Linked DNA regions of Mus musculus: all the other regions are linked to region 1. The links are chromatin contacts, called in public HiChIP or PLAC-seq and promoter capture Hi-C maps. All regions are on one chromosome and are shown on one strand. The core of a region is the stretch at or near the end of the contact, and the rest is flanking DNA. Distances in the headings are between cores, read along the strand shown.

What was found. Promoter capture Hi-C pulls out the DNA fragments that hold promoters and counts their contacts. HiChIP or PLAC-seq counts read pairs in DNA pulled down with a chosen protein or histone mark.
Region 2: a contact with region 1 is called in an H3K4me3 HiChIP or PLAC-seq map of neural tube, with 4 times the contacts expected there. The contact joins the promoter of Gmps here to the enhancer-like site in region 1. A contact is called at or near these places in 8 of 39 promoter capture datasets (the 3T3-L1 cell line, the C10 cell line, cranial neural crest and 4 more), 1 of 15 datasets of contacts at CTCF or cohesin (pro-B cells) and 11 of 115 datasets of contacts at active chromatin or transcription factors (bone marrow-derived dendritic cells, cardiomyocytes, craniofacial prominence and 8 more).
Region 3: a promoter capture Hi-C map of neural stem cells shows a contact between it and region 1. The contact joins the promoter of Plch1 here to the enhancer-like site in region 1. A contact is called at or near these places in 16 of 39 promoter capture datasets (the 3T3-L1 cell line, 3T3-L1-derived adipocytes, the C10 cell line and 10 more), 1 of 15 datasets of contacts at CTCF or cohesin (embryonic stem cells), 1 of 484 Hi-C or Micro-C datasets (nephron progenitors), 16 of 115 datasets of contacts at active chromatin or transcription factors (craniofacial prominence, differentiating embryonic stem cells, embryonic basal ganglia and 9 more) and 3 of 9 other capture datasets (adipose tissue, embryonic stem cells and pancreatic islet).

The regions. Positions count from the first base shown.
Region 1 is chr3:63,568,576-63,573,275 of GRCm38.p6, reverse strand. No RefSeq gene overlaps it. Among named protein-coding and RNA genes, the nearest start is that of Strit1, 87 kb to the right of the region's middle. Within about 2 kb of position 2,570, at least 3 of the 459 cell types and tissues checked have an H3K27ac peak or open chromatin away from gene starts, as enhancers often do. A contact at or near this core is called in neural stem cells and neural tube, where this site is marked.
Region 2 is chr3:63,973,403-63,978,102 of GRCm38.p6, reverse strand. It overlaps Gmps (guanine monophosphate synthetase), which reads right to left and starts at 1,960. Exons shown (of 16, transcript NM_001033300.2): 1 at 1,793-1,960. The coding sequence starts at 1,819.
Region 3 is chr3:63,896,730-63,901,429 of GRCm38.p6, reverse strand. It overlaps Plch1 (phospholipase C, eta 1), which reads left to right and starts at 1,968. Exons shown (of 24, transcript NM_001370984.1): 1 at 1,968-2,203.

The DNA of each region.
Region 1 (4,700 bases), core at 1,321-3,820:
TTACTTACTGTTCTCAATATTGAAACTTAAAATTTTAAATTTTGAGGTATGTAGAAAAGTAGCAATTTCTACCCTATTATATGCCTCAGAACTGAAGGTACAAGTCAAAGACTTCAGTCGTGGAAATATTTTTAACCAACAGGTTCTTTGGGGATGCACTCTATTTTATAAATCCATAACAAATATGCATGGATATCTAAACCCATCACCTCCTGAAGCACTCTGTCAAGTAACTTTTATATGGTGCCTGTTCAAAAGGTTCAAGCAGAAAAGGCAATGAATGAATAGAGCTATGTGTAGATCAGTGGGAACTGGTAGGGATCACTGGACTGTAGCTGCTCAGTGTTAGGCGTTCTATTGATACTGGTGATAAGCGAAATTTCAACATGACCTAAAAAATGCTTCACCACAATAGCTGCACCGTGTATCCATCTAAAATGAGCAGTTCTACCATTCTTCTGAATCTTGGCTAAACTCTACAGTGGGTGATCTGGAACGGAAGGCACACTCTGCAAAGAGTGGATGATGGTAATTAACCCGGAATCAGTTGTCCCTGAACATTGGGGTGCAGGTGATGGACAACTCTCTTAACTTGCATATTAATATCATTCAACTTAGGAAGTGGGAAGGAAAAGTATGGAAAAATCAATGAAAACTTACTCATGCTCCAACACTTCATTAGGCTGAAATGGATCCATTAAAATCATTCCATTGTACTTGAAAATATCATTGCCAAGGAATACTAACATTGACAAGTCTTAGCTATGTGTTTAACACTAGAAGAGTCTGTACTGGCTTTTCATGCTAGTTAGTTTCTCGCTCATTTAGTTGGTATCTCTTGAACCTCCAAGTATCTGGTTAGCACTTGAATCAGAATTTCAGCCATTACTAGAATTGCCAGGAAGATGCCCTATAGCAGCAGCTTTTCAGTAAACTAACGCAAGAGTACTGAGCATATAGTCATCAGGCAGAAGGGCTGGAGGCCAATGTGAAACACATCTGAAGTGCAGAAATGGTGCTTCATGTAAAAAAAAGCAAAACTTCTCAAAGTCCTTCCTTATAAACTGGGGTTAGCACAGATGTGCCAACCACAAGACAGAAACATGGTGAAATGTAAGTTTAAAAAAATCATTATTTCCTGCCAAATATTGTAGGTTTTGTAGGAGCTGGGGAAAGTTGTGGAAGGTTGGGAGAAAAGTGTAGTGATTGAGGATGGAGACCTGAACCAGAGCACAGTGCTCACTATCAGCGAGGCAACGGCCATGAATGTTAGACTGCTTAGGAGAACAAGTCTCTTCGAATTTATGATCTAGCCACACAACAAACCACTACGTTTTCCTGGGGCAGCTATCAAGCAAAGAACCACGGGGGCTCAAGCCAGGGGCAAGATGGAGTTATGAGGTAAGAGGCCTCACCTGTCTTGAGCAAGAATCTTTTCCTCTTTAAAACCTCACCAGACAGCAATCTATTTTGCCTTTCTTCTGGAGTTAGAATTTTCATCATAGGACAGTTTCTTTGATTATTATTTTGCTTCACTAGGAGTTTATAGGGTCTAAACCTGGGATCTTGTACATAGCAAGCTTGCTTCTACTTTTGACCTAAAACTCCAAGATCTTCTGTGTGTGTGTGTGTGTGTGTGTGTGTGTATGTGTGTGTGTGTGCTTTTAAGGGCACAAGAAATAGAAAAACCCTTCAGTGTAGAGAAAATATGAATATAAAGTAACTCTTGTGATGGTTTGAATATGCTTGGCCCAGGGAGTGAGACTATTAGGGGGTGTGGCCTTGTTAGGTATGTCACAGTGGGTGTGGGCTTTAATACCTTAGTCTTAGCTGCCTGGAAGCCCATCTTCTTTCTCCAGGTGCCCTTCAGATGCAGGTGTAGAATTCTCACCTCCTCCTGCATCATGCCTTCCTAGATGCTGACATGCTCCCCACTTGGTGATAATAAGCTGAACCTCTGAACCTGTAAGCCAGCCCCAATTAAATGTTGTCTTTATAAAAGTTGCCTAGGTCATTGGTGTCTGTTCACAGCAGTAAAACCCTAACAAGGACAGCTGTGAAGGAGTGACCCGAAAGAACTCCTAGCTGAACTTTTATAGGAAAGGACACAAGGTGGTAGAGACTGTCTGGCCCATCCCTGTAAGGATGGTTTTCTACTGTGAGTTCCAATGGAGTCATGGTTAGCATGCACTTTTTGTCCCAGTCTGTTTATCAGAAAATACCAAGCTCTATTCTGTTTTGAGGGCTGTTTGTTTAGTTCTATGGACAACTGATGGGTTTGCATCCTTTTCAGACTACCCCTGTGCCTAAAAGAGTCAGGATGTTTGTTGCCTTTATTGAAGGTGCCATATGTTCGGTGTCGGGACAATGTGAGGGCTTGCAGCTAGCCTTAGGTTCTGCTGTCAGCACCAGCTGCAGGCAGATGTCAGTGCTGCAAACGAAAAAGCTCCCCTTTGTCCTCTGCTTTGGGCCTGTGCCACAATATTTGGAATCAGGAAAAGTTCCACTTAACCTATATTAGCATCAGCGGGTCTGTTCTTTGCCAAACATCTCAGACAGTGACCCCTGGTGGCTCACTGTGAGAGTGCACTCCATAATTCTAAGGATGCATATGCATTAGGGATACGCTCAGTTCTTTTCCAATGCGCAAAAACTGGCCAAGTTTGTTTTCCTTTATTAGCTGGGTTTTGTGCCTTTTTAATCCTGAGGCAAAATTCCCAGAAAATACGTTTTTATTATTTCAACATAAATTTTAAGTCATTGGTTATGAACATTAACTAAACTGGAGACTCCTTATTTATTATTTTTTTTAACCTGCCAAAATCTTTATTGGCTCAAATCTTACTGAGCTAGGTATTTTTATTGTATATTTTATGCATTTACATTTCAGATGTTATCCCCTTTCCTGGTTTCCCCTCCGGAACCCCCCTATCCCATCCCTCCCCTTGCTTCTGTGAGTGTTCCCCTACCTACCCATCCACCCATTCCCTCCTCCTTGCCCTGGCATTCTCCTACACTGGGGCACTGAGCCTTCATAGGACCAAGGGCCTCTCCTCCCACTGATACCCAACAAAGCCATCCTTTGCTACACATGCAGCTGGAGCCATGGGGCCCTTTATGTGTACTCTTTGGCTGGTGGTTTAGTCCCTGGGAGCTCTGGGTAGTCTGGTTGGTTAATATTGTTGTTCCTCCTGTGAGGCTGCAAACCCCTTCAGCTCCTTCAGTCCTTTCTCTAACTCCTCCATTGAGGTCTCCATGCTCAGTCCAATGATTGGCTGTGAACATCCACATCTGTATTTGTCAGGCTCTGGCAGAGCCTCTCAGGAGACAGCTGTATCAGACTCTTGTCAACAAGCACTTCTTCATTTTAACCAGTGATCTGAGTCCTGCAAGTTAAGGAAACTGAGTTCTTTGACAGTTACTCATCAGTAGCATACGGGCTATAGCTGGGTTTTAAAGCTCCTTTCTCATACCCAGGACTTCACATATTGGGAGTTACAGGTCCTCGGTTCTACCCTATAAAGTATCTTGAATTTGGAGGTTTAATTTCCACAAAATGCATGCCAAACTGTGATTGGGAGTTGTATACACAGCATCAGGGGCATCCTCTAAGGTTGGTGAGTGGTAGGCTAATCATTCTAGTAAAAGTGTCTACAGGAACAGAAAAGCCATTTATTCACAAGATGGCTCAGAGGGTAAAGATATTTTCTACCCAGCTCAGATATCTGAGTTTAATTAATCCTTGGGACCCATGAGATGGAAGGAGAGGATTGACTTCAACAAGGTGACCTCTGACCTCCACACATGTACGGTGCCACTCATGATCATACGCTTGCACACACAAACACACACACACACACACACACAGAGCTGTCGTGGGAACTAAAGATACTCATGATCATACGCTTGCACACACACACACACACACACACACACACACACACACACACACACACACACAGAGCTGTCGTGGGAACTAAAGATAAACTCGAGAGGAGTGCAGGCAATGGAGGCTTGGCTTGGAAAGCCTCATAGGGAAATCTGAGGGTTCCTAAAGACACCATTGGGCTGTTGGATATTCTAAATTAAGAGCCTGTGGTTCTGATCAGCTGTGACTAAAAGGATTAGCTGTGATAAAAAGGACCTCTGAATCACTAAAGTGAAACCTTTGCTTTACTAGGATAATTGATGCTGGTCAGCTGCAGCTGAGAAAGTAGAGGAAATGTATAAGTGTTTTCCACATGGTCCTGGGTTTAAAGGCGTGAAGAGATCATGGAGAGCAATCGAGACTTGGCACTGTGAGGCTAAATAAAGCTTCAATACTACTTTTAACAGAGATAGAAATAAATACTTTTTTGTAACATGGAGAGAAAATAGCCCAAAATCGTGAATAGAGAAAAAGAGTTTTTCTAACTGAATCTTCCTGCAGTATAATCAATAGTTTGTTAAAGGCTGTTTGACATAAAATGCGCAAGGAAGGATCTGTGCGTTCATTGACCACAAACAGGTCCAGGGGCGAGTGGCTTCACTGTTTCCCCAATCTCTCAAGCCCCTAAAGTGAAGCACTGGCATGATTTAGAAGCACCATGTTCATGGATGTTTCATTGTCAATCTTCGAGCAGAAATATCCCAGTACATGTTGGCCAAAAATTGATGGGGAAAAGTTTAGGCTGTAGACACATCATGGTAACCTGTTAGGG
Region 2 (4,700 bases), core at 711-3,210, 410 kb before region 1:
TCATTTTCTGGCCTCCATGACCACACGGGCACGAACATGTGGTACACAGACACACTTGCAAGAATAACACCATAAATGTACGTGTGTGTGTGTGTGTGTGTGTGTGTGTGTGTGTGGAGGAGGCTAGCCTTACACTGATGTATGTCTTCTCACTGACGGTGCTGGAATAGCATCTGTGATGGTTAATCCTAATAGGCCAGCTTAAGAATTACTTTATTACTTTTATTAAGTTTTTTTGCATTTTATTTTTAAATTCCTTATAACAGTGTTGTGCCTATATGTTTGTCTGCACCATTTGCATGCAGTGTCTACAGGGACCAAGTGAGGATGTTGGATCATCTGAGCTGGAATTACAGACAGCTGTGAGTTGGCCACTCTACCACATGACCTTGACATAAAATTTAGCTATTCACCTTAAACTCAAATAAATCACAATGATCAAAAATATCATCTTAAGAAAATATTGAGCCGGGCAGTGGTGGCACACGCCTTTAATCCCAGCACTTGGGAGGCAGTGGCAGGCGGTTTTCTGAGTTCGGGGTCAGCCTGGTCTACAGAGTGAGTTCCAGGACAGCCAGGGCTACACAAAGAAACCCTGTATCGGAAAAAAAAAAGCAAAATAATAATTAAAAAATGTTGAAAAAATACTGAAATAATTTTGTGAAAATATTCTTCTAGATCGCAGTAGGTTCTATAAAACCGCAGCGAACTCATCCACCATAAAGATGAGTTCCAGTGAGTTGTAAGATTAAAAATTAAAGACAAATGTACAAAACTGTAAGGTGAGACTTATTCTTCAGACCATGACAGGTGCCTAGGTTTGAAAATATAGGAGCTACCTAATAATGTTTATTCATTTGTTCAACACAGGTTTTTGAATGATTCCTACATATTAAGCAGCCATTCGCGAGTTTGTGACACTTAAGCTCCATGTTTGCAAGGGCAGAAATTATTCCTGGCTCTAGAACAGCTATCCAAAAGTTTGGAGTTTCATACACCCGAAGAGAAATTTAACCAGATTGCTAAAGCTAGGTCACAAGCATGCACAAGCGTGATGTACACCTTGCTAAAGTAAATTATATTCCAACACCGCAGTTTCTCGATGACAAAACTGACTTTGTGAAGGTCAGAAAGCTCTCCAGGTCAAAGACGATTAGGTCGGAAGGGAAAGGGGACCAATTCAGACCAGGCAATTAAGAACGATGTCTAAGGCTGGGAGTTGGAAGCCACAAACGGGCATCAACGGCCCAACGCTCTCGCGTCTTGGCTAACGCAGTTAACTTTTTCCAGCACCCGTGGAGAACCTGGCTCCCAAGAAAAGGCCCCAAAGGCGGGAAAATGTCCCCGAAAACTAGCACGTAATACACGAGACAGAGTGCGCAGGAGCAGAACCTTTAACTCTACCCCTCCGAGGATGGCGGGAGAAGAGGGTGAGAAGCACACCTGGGCCCAGGAACAGAAGCTGTGGTCAATAGAGTCAGAAAGGCCTGCACTAGGCTGGAAAGAATACAGGCCCGCCTGGCCGGACCGCCGCAGGCGAGGCCCCGACCCTGCCCTGCGGTTGAAGGGCCCCGAAGTCCCCAAGAATCGCGGCCCACAGCCAGGTCGCCTCTCCGCTGGAACTCGATGCTTCACTAGCAAAGCCAACAAAGCGCCTCGGATGCAATAAAGCCGCGCCGCAGGCCGGGCTGACACATGTAGAGCGCCACTGACCCGGCCGAGGGAGACGGACGGACCCCCAGGTCTCGCTCACGCTGCCGGAGGGCGGCAGAGACGCCAATCACAGACTGACCTTGGAATCTCCGTTGCACAGGGCCATCGGGGACCAACGCCGCGGGTGCAGACTGCTGGCAAGGCCTGGACGCCAGAGGCTCAACACCGGGACCGGCAGAAGCGTGAAGAACAAGAGCAGCCCGGAACCTAACAGCGGCCTCAGAACACAGAAGCGCGCGCAGGCCCTGCCTCCAGCTTCCGCCCGACCTCCTCTAACCGGCCCCGCCTCTTAGAGGCGGGACCATGCAAGCCCCGCCCTCGTCGTCACCCCGGGAAGATAACACCAAACCTACCAGAAAGGAAAGCATCAGCCATGCCCCCAGTCTGGGCAATAGAACTGGATGTGATAGCTGACAATAATTAAGTAGTGGCTACATACCACCTCAAACTTCAAGTTTTTATAAACTGCAAGATACATTTAAGTAATGGATTCACCGTGTCACAAATAGTGGCTCAATTTTTCTGGTTTTTTTTTGTTTTATTTTGGTTTTGTTGTTTTTCTAAATAAGGTCACTCAGCAGACCAGGCTAGCCTCAAAGTTACATCCAGCTGCCTCTGACTCCTAAGTGCTAAAATTAAAGGTGTGTGCCATCACCTCTGTTTTTTAACAATAAGCTGTAGATTCCTCAGAGAGCCTACCTTGTTGAAGAAATTATATTTATTTGATTGCCTGTTTAGTTTTTGTTTGTCTGTTTCTTTTTTCTTTTGTAAGAATGTATGGTAGCCAGTCACCACCTTTGATCCCAGCAATCTGGAGGCTGAGGCAGGCACATCTTAGTTCCAGGCCAGATTTTTTTTTCTTTTTTTTTTTTTTTTGGTTTTTCAAGACAGGGTTTCTCTGTATAGCCCTGGCTGTCCTAGAACTCACTTTGTAGACCAGGCTGGCCTCGAACTCAGAAATCCGCCTGCCTCTGCCTCCCGAGTGCTGGGATTAAAGGCGTGCGCCACCACGCCCGGCTCAGATTTTTAAAAATAAGGAAAGAAAGTAATTAAAAGAAAAATGTTCAGAGGCTCTTGATCTCTCTCTCTCTCTCTCTCACTCTGGTGCCAGAACAGCCAGGGCTATACAGAGAAACCCTGTCTCAAAAAAAAAAAAAAAAAAAAAAAAAGAAGAAGAAGAAAAGAAAGAAAGAAAGAAAGAAAGAAAGGGAAAAGGGAAAAGGGAAAAGGGAAAAGGGAAAAGGGAAAGGGAAAGGGAAAGGGAAAGGAAAGGAAAGGAAAGGAAAGGAAAGGAAAAAAGAAAACCCAACATCCTCCCATGGCCTCAGTGCCTATAAACACATGTACACATAACCCCCCCCCCCCCAACACACACACAATGAAATAAGAACTTTTGCAAGCAACAGCAAAAAAGAATGGCTGATGTGAAGGAAGAAGCCAGGTGTCATTGGTGTCCTAACACTTGCTAGTGCATCCCTGTGAGTTGGAGGCCAGCCTAGGACACATAGAAAAAGACAGGAAAGGAGAACTGCTGTGGATGATAAAGGACACAGATAGGATTTATGATAAACTATCAAGTAATAAAAGCTGGAAATGTTAAAGAATCATTTTCAGCTATCATAACAATAGTAAATTAGGACATGAAATATTAGTAGATGCTAAAATTAAAGAGTGGAAGATAAGAAGCAAGTTTTATTTATACTGTCACAGAGTATCTTCCCACATTATTACTTATGCAATGTAAAATAGCAAATTTTTCTGTCTTTGCTTGTTTTTGAGTAGAGTTTCACTGTTAACCCTTGATAGCTATGAACTAGACATGATCCAACTGCATGAGCCTCCCAAGTGTATATGCTACCACATCTTACAAAATTTAGCAACTTTAGAAGTGCCTCAAGTCAGCCTTTCTTGAGTGATCAATATGAATATCACAAATAGTACAGTAGGTCAGTGTCATGTCTCACTTGATGGTCTAAATAAAATGAGGAGAATGTTACTGTAGTTCTGCCTAAAATTCATAAAAGAAAGGAACATCAATTAAAGACACATTCCACAAAATAACTGGCCTATGATTATATCCAGTTATTTATTTCTTTATGAAAACAATACCTCTAAACCTGATCATTAAAGGAGACTTTTTTCTGCAATTAGGGCAGAGTTTATCCATCAAGAACATCTTTTCTCCGTGATAGTGTATTAGCTGAAGCAGTCTAAAGGCTGCCTCTACCAGGCCGAAGATAGAGTAGCCCAAAGGCTGGGACTTAGAATAATCTGTTCTAAAGGCTTTCTCATTCATACTTTTGACATGGCTTTGAGAATATCTTTTGAGGGCGGGAACACTTTGACCCTCAGAGCATCTTCAGCTCGCTGCAGCCTCTCCCTTACCTCTGTATCAGGTCTGAATTCCCAGGGAGAGTATTCTAGGTTGAAGCTTATAGCCTCTTCTAATTTTCTTTCCTGTTAACATACTAAGAATGGAATCTGGGGCTTTCATTCCCAGCCTCTGTAGCCTTTTCTAATCTTGCTTTAGCTTGCAAACAAAATTGTTTCTCTGCCTTTTATTCATTGGATGAATTACAATCCAAGCATAGATCCATTTCTCATTGCTTTAAAAAACTTTATGGTTTATAGAACCATGTAAGATTCCAGACAGCCAAACTAATTCTGAGCAAAAATAGCAATGATGGAGGAACTGCTATCCAAGACCTCAAGAAATACTATAGAGTCATAGTAATAAAAAAAATATGGTGCTGGGCATGGTTATGTAGAGGCAGGTGGATCTTTGCGAGTTCGAGGCCAACCTGATCTACAAACTGAGTCCAGGACTGCCAGAGATACACAGAGAAATGCTATCTATAAAAAAATAATTAAAAAATCAAAAAATCAAAACAATGAGGACAAACAACCACACATAGCTACAACCATCTGATATTTGATACATTAGCTAAAAAGTGGGATCTTTCACAAATGGTGCTGAGAAAACAAGA
Region 3 (4,700 bases), core at 719-3,218, 330 kb before region 1:
GAAAAGAACTGTTACACAGCAGCAAGCAAAACACCAATACAAATAAGACAATAGAAATATTTCTAAAAGAAAGAAGGGGGTTATTACACATTCTTGTCCTTCTTTTCATGTATTTGGAATGTTGCATGGTTTCAAATTTTTAAACTTCAGTGTTACAGAAATAAACAGCACCATAACCAAGAATACATACAAAGACACTTGTCAAGAAGTTTGTGTCTGCGTTTATTTTAACCCCTGCGTCTGTGATCTTTCAGTTCCAGAAAGACAAACACAGGAGGCTAAAGGATGGATAACCATGACTGATGGAGAGTTTAATTATCTTGCCTCTTTCTTTTTTTCTTTCTATTCACCATGGTGATTACCACCAAAGAGAAACTCTAAACAGGCCTTTTTCTACACAAAGAAAAGCAATTTCGAGGCAAACAATGCTTGTCTTTTTTTCCTTTCTTCTGTATTATCTACCTATCTATCTATCTATCTATCTATCTATCTATCTATCTATTTGGTGCTGGCGATTTCAGGTTCTCAAAGCATACTTCACATTTACAACCTCAACCCTACTTAATTTCCTGTAAATTAGGTGTTTGCGATCTGGGTAAAGAAAAAAAGGGGGAGAGGACAAAGGAAGAAAGAAAAATTAGGAAATTAAATATTTTTCCTTATGAAGCCAAAAGACCTTGCAATTCCTTTTCTAAATTGAATTCTTCCTTGTAGTCTGTAACTAGTCTGGTTGCTTTTTTCTTTCTTTTTTTTCCAAGCGTCCAGGATAGCTTTCAGGATAAAGTTTCTTTTTGCCCATGATGCTTTGCCGTCACATTGTAATTGCCTCTGTTGAACTGAATAATACAAATGGGTTGTTTCTATGGTATCGGCTAGGCTAAGACGGATGAAAAGGTGAAATACTATATCTTGTGCTGAGAGGTCACTGAGCATCCCTCCTCCCACTCCCCCACTGTCAGTCAAAGAGGACTAGTGATCTCTCCAGCCTCAGACTCTCCTTTATTACTTCCTGAACAAATTCACTCATGGAAGAAAAAAAGACTTTTGTTTATGTTGTCACCAGGCCCAGACAACCCCTGCTAATTCCATGTTGCCATGCCAGAGCTCCTGACTTTCTTACTGGAGGGAAGTTTTACTTTGAATGGTACACGGAGGGTCTTGTCCTCAGTTCCTCCCAGTTAGGCTTTGAACTAACAATAGGACAGGTTGAATCAAGACTGATAAAAGCCAAGTCCTGGAATCTTGAAGCCGGATCACTCCGCAGCACGCTATTCCCTTTCTACTGTTAGTGCGCTCAGATCTCATCTTTACTCAGCTTTTGAACACTTGCTGGGTGCAAACGTTCCGCTGCCGCCTGTGTGCTCTTTAACAGCACATTAGCTTTTCCAGCCCGCTAGCGGGTGAACTGACAATTAACTGGCTTGTTAATTAATGCCAACGAGTGATATTTGGAAGAGACTGAGGGATAACAAAGCATCCTATAACCTGCACTCCCTGTTCCTCAATTTGATTTTACTCAAAATGGATAGTTGAAAATAACAGATGCTATATTTATTGGAAAGGGAGAAGGGGGGAGGGGGAAGGGGGAGGAAAGAAAGGATTAGTCGTTTGGTGTTTTATTTTTGAAGCGGTTCAAACTCTTGTAAGAACATTGCACAGTTCGCTTCCCCTGAACTCTCCAACTTTGTTCCAGCAGCGTCTTTAACCCGCTAGCCACCTAAACTGAAAATCTATCAGAGGTGTCCCTGGTCTTGGAATTCTTTGAAATTTGCTGCGAGGGAGGACAGAAGAAGATCTTTATTCCCAGGGGTTCTGGCCTATGCCTAGCAGTAGCATCTTCATAAGGGGTCCACGTCCAGTTCTTGGCTCCTGTTCCTCGATGGCGCTCCAGTCCACTCGCGCGCGCTCCAGTTCCGGATTTGCCCTGAGCTGAGGGTTAAGAGGGAGGGTGCTCCAATGTGAGCATGAGGATTTGAATGAGAAAGCAGGTTGTGGCGGCAGCGCTGGTCTTTACTTGGAGCTCCTCTGTTGGTTCTGTTGGCTGGTGTGTAGTGGTGCCCATCTTGGGCTGGGGGGCTGTTTTGGAGGAATTGGGGTTGGAGTCACACCGGGACACTAGCAGATCACTCCAGCATTTGGGAGGTTGAGCCGGTTACAAAAACTCCGAGGATCCTTCATCAGCGGGATACTCAGAGCTGAGCAGGTCAGTGCTTTGGAGGGGGTGGGGGTGGGGGACAGGGAGAGGGCCGGGAGCAGGAAGAGGAGCACCGGACTGCCTCTCCAGCGTTGCGCGAGCAGGTGCTCGAATTCTTTCTGGGCAATCTCAGCCGCGAGCACCGGGTTGTGGTGTGTGCCAGGGTGCCTCGGCCCAGGAACTGGACCACAGTAGCTCGTGAGCTCCTAATGGAGCGCGTGGGCTTTTGTGCCTGAGCAAGACCTTCCCTGCCCTGGTTGGTGGCAGAGGTCCAGCCACCGGGAGGGTCCCGCATCGCGGCGGAATGATCCCACAAGACCTCCCCTGGCTCTGGCCGCCTGGAAAGCAGTTCTGCGGTCCCAGAAGCGCGCCCTTAGTTGCCGGTGCGAGTCTTACTGTTCAAAAAGCTCCGGGCATTAGGTGCGAGAAGGATTTACTCCAACTGCCCTTTCCTAGCGACAAATCATGGGTTACCGAAGCGACGCCCGGGCTGTGAAGGTGTTCTCTGCGCCTGCGCGGGATACCATGGCAACAGTACCGGGTCGGAGACGCCACTTGAAGAGCAGAGCTGTTTTGCTTTGCTTCACTGTGGAGCCCAAGTCTTTCTCTAGACTTTTTGTTTGTTTGTTTGTTTGTAGCTTGGAATCAACTTACGATCTCATTTTTGTTTTTTAAGAGTTTAGCATTGAAGTGATAGCCAGAGGTATGAAATAAAAAATATATAACTTTTTTCTCTCTTCTGTCATCATTTTGATCATGGTAGAAAAATAATGCTGAGAAACTGCTCATTGGAGCATTCAAGTTACCTCCTTTTATCCTGTGAAAAGGAAGATATGAATAAGACTTTATTTCCTGGTGCGGCTTTTTTAAACAATTGTATTAAGCTTGGGTTTCCACAGTGTGCAGACGACATCGTAGCTCCTGTGTACTCTGCATACAACCTGTTTATAACGTACAGAACCTGATGCTCTCCAAATGAACTAGTGTGTTAAATGCCGGTGAAGGGAAGCAAAGGTTCTCTCTGTCAACAGAGACGTTGCTTTTTAAGATGTGGGTTGCTTACTGCTGGCATTATGATCTTGTTCAGAAAATGAATGTTTTAAGACGCATTATTGCAGACTAGTCTTTCTTAAGCCGTCTGTTGACGACTTAAAATTGTGTCTTGAAAAACCTCTTCCCGTCTTTTAAGTTTCATTTGTTTGCACCCAGGGGAGCATTTGGTAAGAGTACAAATCTCCAGCGGTTTCTAGTGGGTGCTATAACTTGTTGTTACTATGTTTTCTTAGACTGCATCCCTATTTCGCAGCGCGATCGAGAGCTACTTGCTATGTAAATAAACTGATTAGAATTCAGATCACTGTTAATAAAAGTTTAAAATGGAGTTGCTTTTCTTGGGACCAAGTAGGGCTTAAAATAACTTGAGTGAAGTAGCTTAAGGATTCTGCATCCTGGTTTTGAACACTATGCATTCCAGTAAGACGAGTGTTTATTTGTACCAGGAAGTTAAAGATGATTTCCTCTAGTGCCAACAGCAAGCTGTAGTCAAAGACACCAACATACTATTTTTCACATAGTCTGTAAATAACATCCAAGTTAAGTTTTCTCACCCATCCTTTTTCCCATCAGTGTCAACCTTGTGCAACTTGTGTAGCTATAATGTTAAAAAACAACAAAACAAACAAACTTTTTTCTCTTGAAAATTAGAAAAACTTTATTTTCAGGTTCAAGTCCTTTATGACCCTGTTTGGTGGCTTGTAACTGTCTCCAATTCCCTAATTCTCAGTGATGTGTGTTCTACTGGTTCCAGGAGGTAAACTGTGGTTTTAGCAGATCATGGAATAATGAGATTGGGAGTGCCTGGAGGAAGGCTGGGAAGGAGACAAAGGGAGGGGAGGTTGGGAGGCAGAGTGAGATTTATAGTGGCTTGTAATAAAACGAATTATCCTTGCTTCTGTTTCACATAGTTTCCACTTCATTGACTTCAAGTAAATTTGTTTTGAAAAAATTAGTCTCTTGTATAATTATAAGAGATAGAGTTATAAAAACAGAGGTGATAAAGGTGATTTGTGTTAGGATTCCTTAATATAAAGCACTGTGTGTGTGTGTGTGTGTATGTGTGTGTGCGCGTTGCTAGGGATTGAACCCAAGGCCCCACTTTTGCATGCTAGGAAAGCACCTTCTATCAGGCTATATGCCCTAGCTTTTGTGAAAATTCTTAGTGTTTTGTATTTAATTTATTCATTCAGTCAACAAATATTTATGGAGAGTTTATATGTAAGGCAAGATGAATAAATTCAGTTTCTTGGCTTCAGTGACTTAAGAGTTCTGGGTTCTGGAATAAATCTAATGCAGCCTCTGGTTTTCAGGGTGGCAATACTATCTTTGGTGGGTTTTTTTGTTTGTTTTTTCCTTTTTTTTCTTTTGTCCCCTAGTGCTGGAAACCAGACTCAACTTCTCACTTATGATATACAAGCATGCTACCACTAGCTGCACCTAAACTGAAGCC